Linked DNA regions of Sus scrofa: region 2 is linked to region 1. The links are chromatin contacts, called in public promoter capture Hi-C maps. All regions are on one chromosome and are shown on one strand. The core of a region is the stretch at or near the end of the contact, and the rest is flanking DNA. Distances in the headings are between cores, read along the strand shown.

The links. Promoter capture Hi-C pulls out the DNA fragments that hold promoters and counts their contacts.
Region 2: a contact with region 1 is called in a promoter capture Hi-C map of fetal liver, with 6 times the contacts expected there. A contact is called at or near these places in 4 of 5 promoter capture datasets (fetal liver, fetal skeletal muscle and liver), 16 of 47 Hi-C or Micro-C datasets (alveolar macrophages, brain, embryonic fibroblasts and 10 more) and 2 of 2 datasets of targeted methods (alveolar macrophages and skeletal muscle).

The regions. Positions count from the first base shown.
Region 1 is chr4:104,380,503-104,386,009 of Sscrofa11.1, forward strand. It overlaps LOC106508382 (proline-rich protein 18-like), which reads left to right and starts at 3,946. Exons shown (of 4, transcript XM_021089985.1): 1 at 3,946-4,500. The coding sequence starts at 3,948. It overlaps ATP1A1 (ATPase Na+/K+ transporting subunit alpha 1), which reads right to left and starts at 3,819. Exons shown (of 23, transcript NM_214249.1): 1 at 3,775-3,819. The coding sequence starts at 3,786.
Region 2 is chr4:104,594,188-104,599,864 of Sscrofa11.1, forward strand. All of the region lies in intron 6 of MAB21L3 (protein mab-21-like 3), which reads right to left. All of the region lies in intron 1 of LOC102165891 (a long non-coding RNA gene), which reads left to right. Among named protein-coding and RNA genes, the nearest start is that of MAB21L3, 30 kb to the right of the region's middle.

The DNA.
Region 1 (5,507 bases), core at 2,696-5,195:
AAACCGATGCTTCAGGGCTTAAAAAAGCAACCAAACCAAACCAAACCAAACCCTCAACATTTTTGTTTTAAAGAAACGCACTTAGCTTACTTTTCCATACAAAATCCTTCGAAAACTATATTCCCTAAAGCCTCTTTCATTCTTAAGTGTGGATATACAGTGTAAAAGAACACAGCCTGAAAGCACAGAGTCACTTACCTGTTAATCTGTTGCTAAAATAATCAGAAAACAATGCTTTAGAAGGGTTCTGGGATGGAGAATGGATGGGTACCAAGTTTATCGTACTTTGAAATGTTGCCTTCACTCTTTTAGTTTAAAATGCAATGGAGGAATTAACACTTCCAGGGGTCTGGATATTTCAAGTTTTAGCCCTTACCCGAATAAACATTTAACTGTGTGGTTTTGTTTTGTTTTTTTAAACCTGGCCTTTTATTTTTTTGGTGGGGAAGGGGTGGGGCTGTCAGATTTAGCCTCCTCTCCATCTCTCTGACTGGGGATGCGAGCCTCCCCTTCCCCACCCTCCTACCCAAAGGTGAGTCACCAGAGTGTTACAAACTTACTGGCAGAGAACACTACAAATTAACAAACAGAAAGTTACCCTAAAAGAATACACCCTCAGAACAGGGTACAGCAAAGGTGGGGTGGGGGGGCGGCAGCGAGAGGAACAAACATTCACATCTCAACATTTAACAGGCCGAGGGTGTGATGCAACCTCGACCTTCTTTCTCTATCCCCAGGGCTAGTCACCAGCTCCTCCCATAGCCGCTCCACTAGCTGGGGGCCCTGGCCTGGGCAACCTTCCACTGTGAGGACTCTGCCTTACAATGTTTTCAGTCTAAAGTACTGGCTTTATAGCAGCCAGAGGAGATTTAGCCACACTTTCAAGTTGAGCTCCAAAAGGGCAGCTGATAATGTTACCATACAACCAGGATTTCTGCTGACATGGGTATCCCTTGTGCAACCTTCACCCGAACCTTTTTCCCCCCAGGCTCCTCTTCAAATCTCTCCCCATAAGCTGTGATTTCTAGGTAACTAAGTTAATATTCACACAATGGAGAATCGCAGTGAAACCCCCACCCCTTTGTACACTTGAGCAAAAAGGCAAGTTTCTTGGGTACCTTTGGTGAGCTAACGGGTTGTGGGTGGTAGGCCTGGCTGCGGATTTAAGCCAAGGCACTGGCAAGACACCCCGCACGAAAAAAAGGACCCAATCCTCCTTCACCCAGGAATGATTCAGCAGGAGCTGTTCTTTCGTTTTCTTACCAAAAGCTTGGGCAGTGGCTTTGGAAGGAGATATAAAATCACCTGCAATCTCCTCAAAACCTAGGCCCCCAACAGCAGTGGGAAGAGGAGGGGAAGAAATTAACAATGACCTTAAAAATTAGCTGCCAGCACAGGCTTCCTGGTTAACCAATTATCAGCAGGGCTTTAGTCACCACTCCACCCACATTTTAATCCCCATGTGGAAAAATCCCAACATTTCAGCATAAAATATCCTGAACATTTGGACTATCACGGTAAGTCATTGGGGACAAAAAGGTTAACTTTATCCCAGGAGAATCACCACCACCACCACCACCACCACCACACACAAAGACACACACACACACAGCCACCCCCTAATGCTCAATCTGTGAGAGTTCCCCAAATACGAACCACCCAGCAGCTAAGCAGCACATCAGCCTGCGTTCACCAATTACAATTCAATTTTGTGTTTGCTAGCCACTAGCCATTTGATGAGGATCCGTAAGATGAAACTGCTTAAACCTCCACAACCCAGGCATGTTGCTCTCTTTCCCACTCCCGGGCCTGTGCGCCGTTATGAAAAGGAAATATAGGTCTATGGATATAATCCAGTTACTCAAACATCTGGTCCATTAATTCAGCATCACGAACACCCCAGTTTCATCTGAAAAATAACTTTAGAATTCTGCATGTATAAGGCAACGTTAAGGAGGGAATGAGTATTTAGGCCGGGGAGGAATCAGGGACTGGTGTGTCACTAACCAACCATTTGACCTTGAGCAAAGCACTTCACCTTCCTAGGCCTTGGTGACATATCTACCATTTCTCCAGCTCCCCCAAACCAGTAAGGTGGCTCAGAAAACATGATTTTTTTCTGGGTTTTTTTTTTTTTTTGAGGGGATAGAGATACAGAAATGAGCTTTAAGGAGCTCGTTTACTGGAATGCCCTAGGATTTGATGGAGTGGTTCAAGTACAGTCACGAACTCAGTTTCCACCGTGGGCAGTATAGAGGCTAGCACTCAGCTCTTGCCTTCAGCTACTTGACCTGAGCCAGCCCTCCACTTTGGTGCTTTTAAAAGATACAAGTTGTGCATTCCCACTCTTCCTTACTACCAGGTTCAAACCTTTCAATGACCTCCTTCAAAATCCACTTGGCATTTCCAGAGAATGCACCCTCCTTCTCTGCCCATCGCTCACTCCACACCCAGGAGCCTGCCCAACCTTCAAAGACCTACTACGGGCCGGGGACTGTGCAGGCTCTGGACACAATGGAGCAGATGCTCTCCCACTAGTATTCTCATGACCTGGTCATTTTATCTCATTTTTTCTTCTGTTATTTTGTATAAACTTTTCTCAACAGCACTCTTGGCCCCACTGGAGTCCAGGACCTAGTCTCCTGCTGTGGTTACGGGTTATCTCAGCCCCGAGTTATAGAAATGCAGGAACAAGCCGTTGTTCTGGTATCCCCAGAGCGCCCGCTCCTCCGGCCCGGGGGACCCCTCGTTGCTTCCGACCCCTCTTCCGCGGGTGGGCGCTCCCACCGCGTTGCCCCGCCTCCCGTTCTTTTTCGGGTTTATTGTACCCGGAGGCCCGGGTGGATCTGCTTGTGCTCCTTCCTGCCTCATCGCTCTAAAAAACTTACACATACCCTCCCCACCCTCAAGATGACCACACCAGTGGCTCCAGCTGCCTCCCGGGAGCATCCTGTGTTTAATGGAAAGGGGCCCATTAAAGCTCTCAAAAGTATACCTTAAAGGCCATCTTAGGGCGAAGACACACCCTTTCTGGCACCAGCCCGCCAGACCGGCTCCGCAGTAAGGGGAAGCCAGTTTTTTCCTTTGGGGAAGGGCGGCCACCTCTCCGGGCAACTGGCTAAGCCCTGGCGCCTCCAGGAGAAAAAGCCTGGGACCCTAAGGCCGCCCCCGCATCGGAAGACCCCCATCGCCCAGGCCGGAGCCGCGGCGGGAACTACAGCCCGGGAAGGGGCCGGGTAGAGCGCCCCAGGGGAAGGGGAGGAGCACGCCTTTCCTCGGGGCACGGAGGGCGGAGGGAAAAAGGAAGGCGAGAGACGGGAGGTGAGGGCGGGCGGAGGGAGGGAAGGGAGGAGGGAGGGAGCGGGTTGGGGATGCCGCCGGCAGCCCGCTCCTAGCCGGGGAGGCCCAGCGGCTGTCCTTCCTCTGCCTCCGGGGCCTGCGACTCCCGAGCGCCGCCTCCAGGAGCCCAGGGCCCGCGACGCGTTCGGGCTCGGGGGCCCGCAGTCCTTCTCCAGGCTCTGCGCACCGCCTGGGGCTGCCCCGCTCCGGGCCCTCGGCTCTCCCTTCCCCCGCCCGCCCCTCATTACAGCGCTCCCTCCATTTCCAAAGTGCGTCGTCTTTTAAGCCTCTCTGCTCTGCCAACCCATTCCGCGCCGCGCCGCTTCCTCCTCCTCCGCCTCCCGCTGGCTGCGGTCGCCCTCCTGACTTCCTCCTCTTCCTCCTCCTCCCCTCCAGGGCTCCCCGCACCCCTCCCCAGGCTCGCTGGACACTCACCCCCTTCCCCATAGTGGCGGTGGTCTGTGTCCCGCGCCGGGTCCTGTTGCTTGAGAATCAGAGAGAAAAGAGAGCGGCTCCCGGCCAAGCAAGAGCGGCCGGGGGAGCGGAGAGGAGGGAGCTAGGGCTGCTGCGGGGCGGGAAGGAGGGAAGACGGCCGGCGGCTCGGGCCGATGCCACTGCTGCTGCCGCCGCCGCCGCCGCCGCCGCCGGGGCTGCTACCGCTGCTGCTGCCACGTGTCCGCCTCCTCCCGCCGCTGCTCTGCGCCCCAGACCCCGCCGCAGCTCAAGCCCGCGCCTCCTCCTCACTTCCTAAAATATGCAACCTGCGTGCTGGCCCCGCCCACGCCGCGGCACGTCACCGTTACCGGAGCAACCTGACACCGGCCGCGGGCCTGACTCCGCCCCCGCTTCAAACCCCACCCCCGCAGGCCCGGGGCCGCGCCGGCTGCGGCCGGTCGGGGCTCCCGGCAGGAGGGCGCCGGGGCCTGGGGCGCGCGTGCCCAAGTCCCGAGAGGCGGCGGCTGCGCCACTGCGGGGCGCGGCGACTCGCTGGGCAGCGGGGACTCGGCGGCCCTGCAGCTCTCGCGTCCCTCCTCCTGCCTCCCTGCGTGACCCGCCTGCTTTGGAGGGCACGCAAGGTCCGCAGTGGGTGCGGGGACGTCCGCAGAACTGGGCCCCCGAATCTCCGTGGACCTGGGACAGAAACCACGCGCTGGAGCATCTGTGGGTATCCGGGAGCTCCTCTGGGACTAAGGGAAGCGCGGGGATGGGGGGGTGGGGGTTGGGTGTGCCTGCAGCCAGCGCCCGCAGGAGGGACTCCGCCTTCCTGCGGAGTCCAGGCCCCGCGTCCACCTGCGGATGGCCTTCCCAGCCAGTCCTTTGGTGCCCCTCTGAATGCCTTCTCTGGTCTTGGGGTCTCCGTTATCCACAACCCATAGGGCTTGAGCTGGCTTTGCCAGAGGTCCCAAGACCCCCCCCCCCGCCGCCGCCGCCGCCGCCGCCGCCTTCAAGACCCCCAAATGTCAATCCAAAGGGCCTGCAGTGAATTCATTCATGCCACTGTGTGAATGAAAGTTGTTTGTCCAGATTGGGGGTTCGCTTTTGAGAGAAGGAATACTTGAAGCCCAATATCTTTAGCAAAAGGGGATCCTTGGAGAGGGACTATTAGTGGGCCTGTCTCACGCCTCTCCTTGCCTGCCCTCTGACATAGCAGGACCTCTTTCTGCCTAGGAGTGGGTGCTGTGAGGGACCTGCGCCTGCAGTGTGGTGACGGGCCCAGGACCACCCGCCCAAGAGCCCTAGCCAGGCTCTGCTGAGCCGCTTTCCTCCCACTACAGCTTCTGCAGAGGCTGCAGTGGCTGGAGGTCTCCAACAGTTAAAAAACAAAGTATTATTAACAATGTTTTCAGGAAGTCAGGCATACTCTGGGAAAGCACAAGATTTGCAGGAGAAAATCACTCCATATCTCTGGGAATTCCAACAAGAAACACAGAAAACATTCACTTCCTAAGCAAGTTAAAACTAGTCCTGTCGACATCAAGTATTAATTTAACATGAATAAATAAAGGTGTGAAGCTTGAAAGAAATGGAGGAGGGAAGGAAGAATGAAAAACAAAGGAGGGAAAACTAGCAACTGTGCTATCAGTTAGACCATGAGGGTAAGTCTTGCTCCTTAGAAGAAACTGTTTCTTCCATGAGTCTCTTTCCCTTTGCCCAAGAATGCATTGTCA
Region 2 (5,677 bases), core at 3,059-5,558, 210 kb after region 1:
TTGATCTTGACACTGGATGGAAGGAAAAGAACCTTCCCAGAATTTGCAACCATAAGCTAGCCTCAAATATTTTCTGTCTGAGTTCATCTGTCTGTTGTCCTAAAAAATCTCAAGCATTTAAATTTAATTTAAATGGTTTTGAGTTGGTAGTGCTCTCAGATAGCTGGCAGAATTTAAAAAAAAAATCCTTTTTAGGTACCTCAAATAACTTTAGTCCAGACCTTAAATAATTCTCACAGGTAAAGTTTTAAGAAGAAAAAATACAGTTCACCTTTAAAATCTACAAAACACATAAGGAAACAAGCTCTATGACTGATGATCATTACAAAAATCAAACAAAAAATAGACAGCATAAACAGGAAGTCAAAGTTTTCAGGTATTTGAATTTCAGATGTGGAATATAAAACAATTCTGTTTCATATGCTTAAACAAAGAGGAGAGAAGCCTGAAAACATGAGCAGGAATAAGAGACTTCAGAGAATGAATAGGCAGGCTTGAGAAATAACTAAAAAGTCCTAAATGAGAACTGAAAATAAGAACAATAATACTAAAACTTTAAGACTCTGTGATTGAATTAAACATTAGATTAGATGCAGCTGAAGAAAGAATTAATCAACTAGAAGACAGATCCAAAGAAATCATTGAGAATGCAGTTTTGAGTGATAAAAGATGCAACTTATAAGAGAGAAGTTAAAGGTACAGAGGGTAGAACAGTAGAGTCTATGATATATCTAAACTGGATTTCCTTCTAGAATGGAATAGAGAGAGAATGGGAAAGAAGCAGTATACAGTGATAAATGCTGACAGTTTTTCAGAAATACTGGAAATAACGCTTCAGACTCATGAAGCCTAACAGATTTAAAGAAGAAGAGAGATGGGAGGTGGAAGAGGGGAGAGAGAGAAAGAAGCAAAAGGGAGGAGTTCCCGTCGTGGCCGTGGCGCAGTGGTTAACGAATCCGACTAGGAACCATGAGGTTGCGGGTTCGGTCCCTGCCCTTGCTCAGTGGGTTAAGGATCCGGCGTTGCCGTGAGCTGTGGTGTAGGTTGCAGATGCGGCTTGGATCCCGCGTTGCTGTGGCTCTGGCGTAGGCTGGTGGCTATAGTGGCTATGGCTCCGATTCGACCCCTAGCCTGGGAACCTCCATATGCCGCGGGAGCGGCCCAAGAAATAGCAAAAAGACAAAAAAAAAAAAAAAAAAAAAAAAAAAAAAAAAAAAAAAGAAGCAAAAGGGAAAGGAGCAGGAAGAGGATAAGGTAGGAGAAAGGACGGGGAGGGGGAGGGGAAGAAATTAAAAGCAGTTGGAGAGAAAAGCCAGATGCCACACAAAAAACTACCAAATAGAGAAAAAAATCTTCATTGTGCTGAGAAAAATTGTATGAACACAAAACTGAACAGTCATAGAAACTGTCTTTCAAGAATGAAGGTGAATAAGGACAAGTTCAGACAAATAAAACAGAGAGAGCTTACCCTTGTGTACTCTTACTATTGGACCTGCTAGTCCTATAGTCCAGGCAGAAGGAAAATGATCCCTGATAGGAAGTTTGAGATTCAGGAGGAAGTGGTGAGTACAGATAGTGGCAAATATGTGAGGAAGATAAGAAAATAATATTATTTAGAAAATAATGCTGTAATAGTCATAAAATATTGTATTATAAAATTATAATAAATATACAATAATATAGGTATAAAATATTATTTATAAAATGGTAATAAAAATGCCCAATTCATATGTGTGTGTATGTGTGGGGAGGATGGCAAACAGGCCAGAACCAAACCCCTGGTACCAGCAGCAGGTACTGTGGGAGGGGGGCTGGCAGGAGCCAGGCCTTCTAGGTTCCTTCTAGTGTTGGCTAACTTTCAACTATAGAGTTTAGTCTGTACATATAAATAACCTTGGTAACCACTAAAAGGACAGAGATAGGAGCCTTCCAAACTAATAAGGGGGAAAAGGAATGAAAATGAAAAAAAAAAAGAAGAAGAAAAGAGACATTAATTTTTTAAAAGGCAAGAAAAGTAGGGTGGGAAGCAAGAATAAATAGGTCAAATAGAAAGTAAATCACAAGAGATGAATAAATCCAAATGCATTATTCATCAGAATAGATACAAACGGACTAAACATGAAAGCCCTCAACTGTCAGATGGGATTTTTTAAGACAATCAACCATTTATAAGACCATCGTCAACCACGTAGAAACACAAAGAGATGAAAAGTTCAAAGATGGAAAAAGATATCCTAGGCAACAGGGAACCAAAATAAAATGGTGTCCCCATATTAATACCAGACAAAATTAATGTTTAGGCAAAATGTTTACAATGGTTTTTAAAAGGTCACCTTATAATGACAGCATCTTTGATTAACTGAGAAGACAGAGAAATTCTAAATTTCATATCATCTCAAAGAATATTAAGTAAAAGTTCGACAGAATTACGAGCTCTCTCAGGAAATGTTAGAAAATGCAGCCGAAAGGCAATCTGTGCGGAATCCCTGTCGTGGCGCAGTGGGAAACAAATCCGACTAGGAACCATGAGGTTGCGGGTTCGATCCCTGGCCTCACTCAGTGGGTTAAGGATCCAGCATTGCCACGAGCTGTGGTGTAGATCACAGATACGGCTCAGATCTGGCGTTGCTGTGGCTGTGGTGTAGGATGGCAGCTGTAGCTCTGATTAGACCCCCAGCCTGGGAACTTCCATATGCCGCTAGTGCAGCCCTAAAAAGCAAAAAAAAAAAAAGCAATCTGTGATATATATAGGGGAAATTTGAGCAGTGCTGACCTAATGGATATTTCTTGAACGTGGCATCTAAATTTGCATCTCTTCTTTGTGTGCACATAAGACAATGAAGAAATGCTGGGCTGAAAAGCTGACCTCAAGGGGTATCGGAGGATTGAGGCCTTTCAGACTTTCTCTGACTATAATGCAATTTAGCTAGAAATCAGTAATAAAAAGCACAACTAAGAAACCCAATATATTTGAAAAGAATACTTTCAAAAGACTTCTAAGCGCTCATGAGTCAAAGAGGAAATCATGGTAGAAATTGGAAAATAAACAGAACGGAAAGAGATGAAAACACTGTATACCAAAACTTGTACAGTTGCTCAAAAAGTGGTATGAACCAGAAACTTGTATGGTTAAAAATGAGAAAAAAAACAAAACAAAAAACAAAACCCTGAGGATTGCTAAGATTAATTTCAGAAATTACACAAAGAACATCAGGATAAACCCAAGGAAGGGAGAGGGAAATAAAAATATGAATAGAATGGCATCTGTGGTGGAATCGGGGAGTGTTTTTCTTGCCATGCTTTCCAACTTCTTTACGAAGAATTTCTCTATGGGGCGGCGCTAGTTACCAGCAATGGCAGAAGTGGACAATCTCACACGAGGAGTCGGCGTCTAAAATGCTAAACGTTTATTCAACAGCTACTGCATTTCAGGTGTAAAGGAAGAGCTTTTACATCCATTGTTCTGTTTATTCCCCCATCAAAGTGCTGAGGTATATATTCTCGTATGTACAGTGTCCAGGGTCTTCGTTATGAGACACAACAAAACGCATGATTCGGAGGCTGCGAGCCCAAGGTCAAAGAGACAGCAGTGCTGGTCTTTCCCTGGTTTGCAGATGGCCTTTTTTCTTTGCTCGCCTGCCCACGCTGTCTGTCGCTCTTCTTCTAAGAACGTCAGTCCTACTGCATGATCCTAATGATCCTAATCCTAAGGCCTCATTTTAACTTAATCACCTCTTTAAAGGCCCTAGATCTAAATACAGTCACATCCTGAGGTACTGCGGGTTAGGGCTTCAACATTAGAATGTGGGGGGACACAATTCAGCCCGTAACAATGCCCATATAGAGATGGAGACTTAGGTTGAACAACTTCCCCCAAGGCGTGCAGGTGGTGTCAGCGCTGGGGCGCGAATGCAAGCACAGCAATTGCAGTGTCTGAATGCCAACCATTCGACTAAAAAACAGTCCCCAGCCTCGAAAAGCGGAGATGAATGGAAAAGGCTTTTGGAAAATTTTTTTAAAAAGGAAAAAAAAAGCCAACCTGAATAAAGGGGTAATATTATCAGACTTTCATTGTGCAATCTGTCCCAGGAAACAAAATAGATGAATTATCTGTTCTAGACTCCCTTTTTAAATCTGAGCTTTAGTCATAAAGATCATAATCTTTGGCCAAAATGGCAGGAAGCGCCAACAGTTTAGCATTAGCTGAAGTCCTCTGTCCCTGGTTTTCTTTTTGGAGAAGCCCAGTGTAAATTCTAGGCTAAGGCGAGCGACATCTGCTGGGCTCTGTGGAGTATGGGTGAGAACCTGGCTCTTTTCATAGGCAGTCATCTACTGCCCTCTGCTGGCCAGCAGTAGGAACACCCAGCAATCTGCAGACAGCCCAGCGTCCTCCAAGAAATACAAACCCAGAGGGAAAGGTGGGAAGACTCTGCTGAAATCAGATTGGAATCTACTGGCATTATGTCAGTCCCACTCCTTTCCATACACACACACACACACACACACACACACACACACACACACACACACACACACACACACACACACACACACACACACACTTTAAATCAACTTTAGGAGTTCCCATCGTGGCTCAGTGGTTAACGAATCCGAGTAGGAACCATGAGGTTGCAGGTTCAATCCCTGGCCTTGCTCAGTGGGTTAAGGATCTGGCATGGCCGTGAGCTGTGGTGTAGGTTGCAGATGCGGCTCGGATCCTGAGTTGCCGTGGCTCTGGCATAGGCCGGGCGGCTACAGCTCCGATTAGACCCCTAGCTTGGGAACCTCCATATGCTGTGGAAGCAGCCCTAGATAAGGCAAACAAAAAAAGACAAAAAATAAATAAAAAATAAAATAAACTTTAAATTTTCACTTTTTGGCATTCTGTGACTAGCTGTTTTCATCATTTAAAAAATATATCTGCCACCTTCTCAAAAATGTTTCCCAAGACCCAAGAATATTTGAATGCAGGTTTTGATGATCTAACAAAATATTTGTTTGCTCATTTCATATTTTCAAAAATTATAAACTAATTGCATGTTTGTTCAACCTTTTAAAACCATGAGTTCCTCAGTAATAGTCACTTGGTTACAGTATTTTTGTAAAAATAATTGTTTCCATTTTCAGTTGTGAATTTTCTTTAAAAATAATCATCAGTTCATGCTTTTAAAAATGATATATCTCAGGAAAGTGTTTAAGTAATAAAGGTTTCCCTTGGGTTGAGAGGCATAAATAAGTGCCAGAAGAAACTGCTGTTCTTCAGAAAATTCCTAGAATTCCTGGTCACTGTGCTTCATGGGATGTGTGGCCTTGTAGACCTCAGGGAAATTCAAAACAGGTAGGCTCAAGGACCTGCAGTGTCTCCAGCCTTGTGGGGGTCTCCAGACCCCCCTTCCACAGTTGCCAGAATTGGCATTTAAAACGCAAATCAAATCATAATGCCCTTCTGTTTCTGGAGAGGTCAAATGTCACACCTCTGACCATAGAGTAAAACTAAGCTCCTCATCACCTTTACATGGCCAAGGGATCTGACTCACCCTGGCCTCTCTGAGTCTGCCCTTGGCCCCTTTCCTTTCTTTCAGCTGTTTGCATTTTCATCCTTCAAGAATCTCTCTGTGGCTCTACTTCAATATTCTGTTTATCTCCTTCAGGGCACTTGCTACAGTTTGTAATAGTC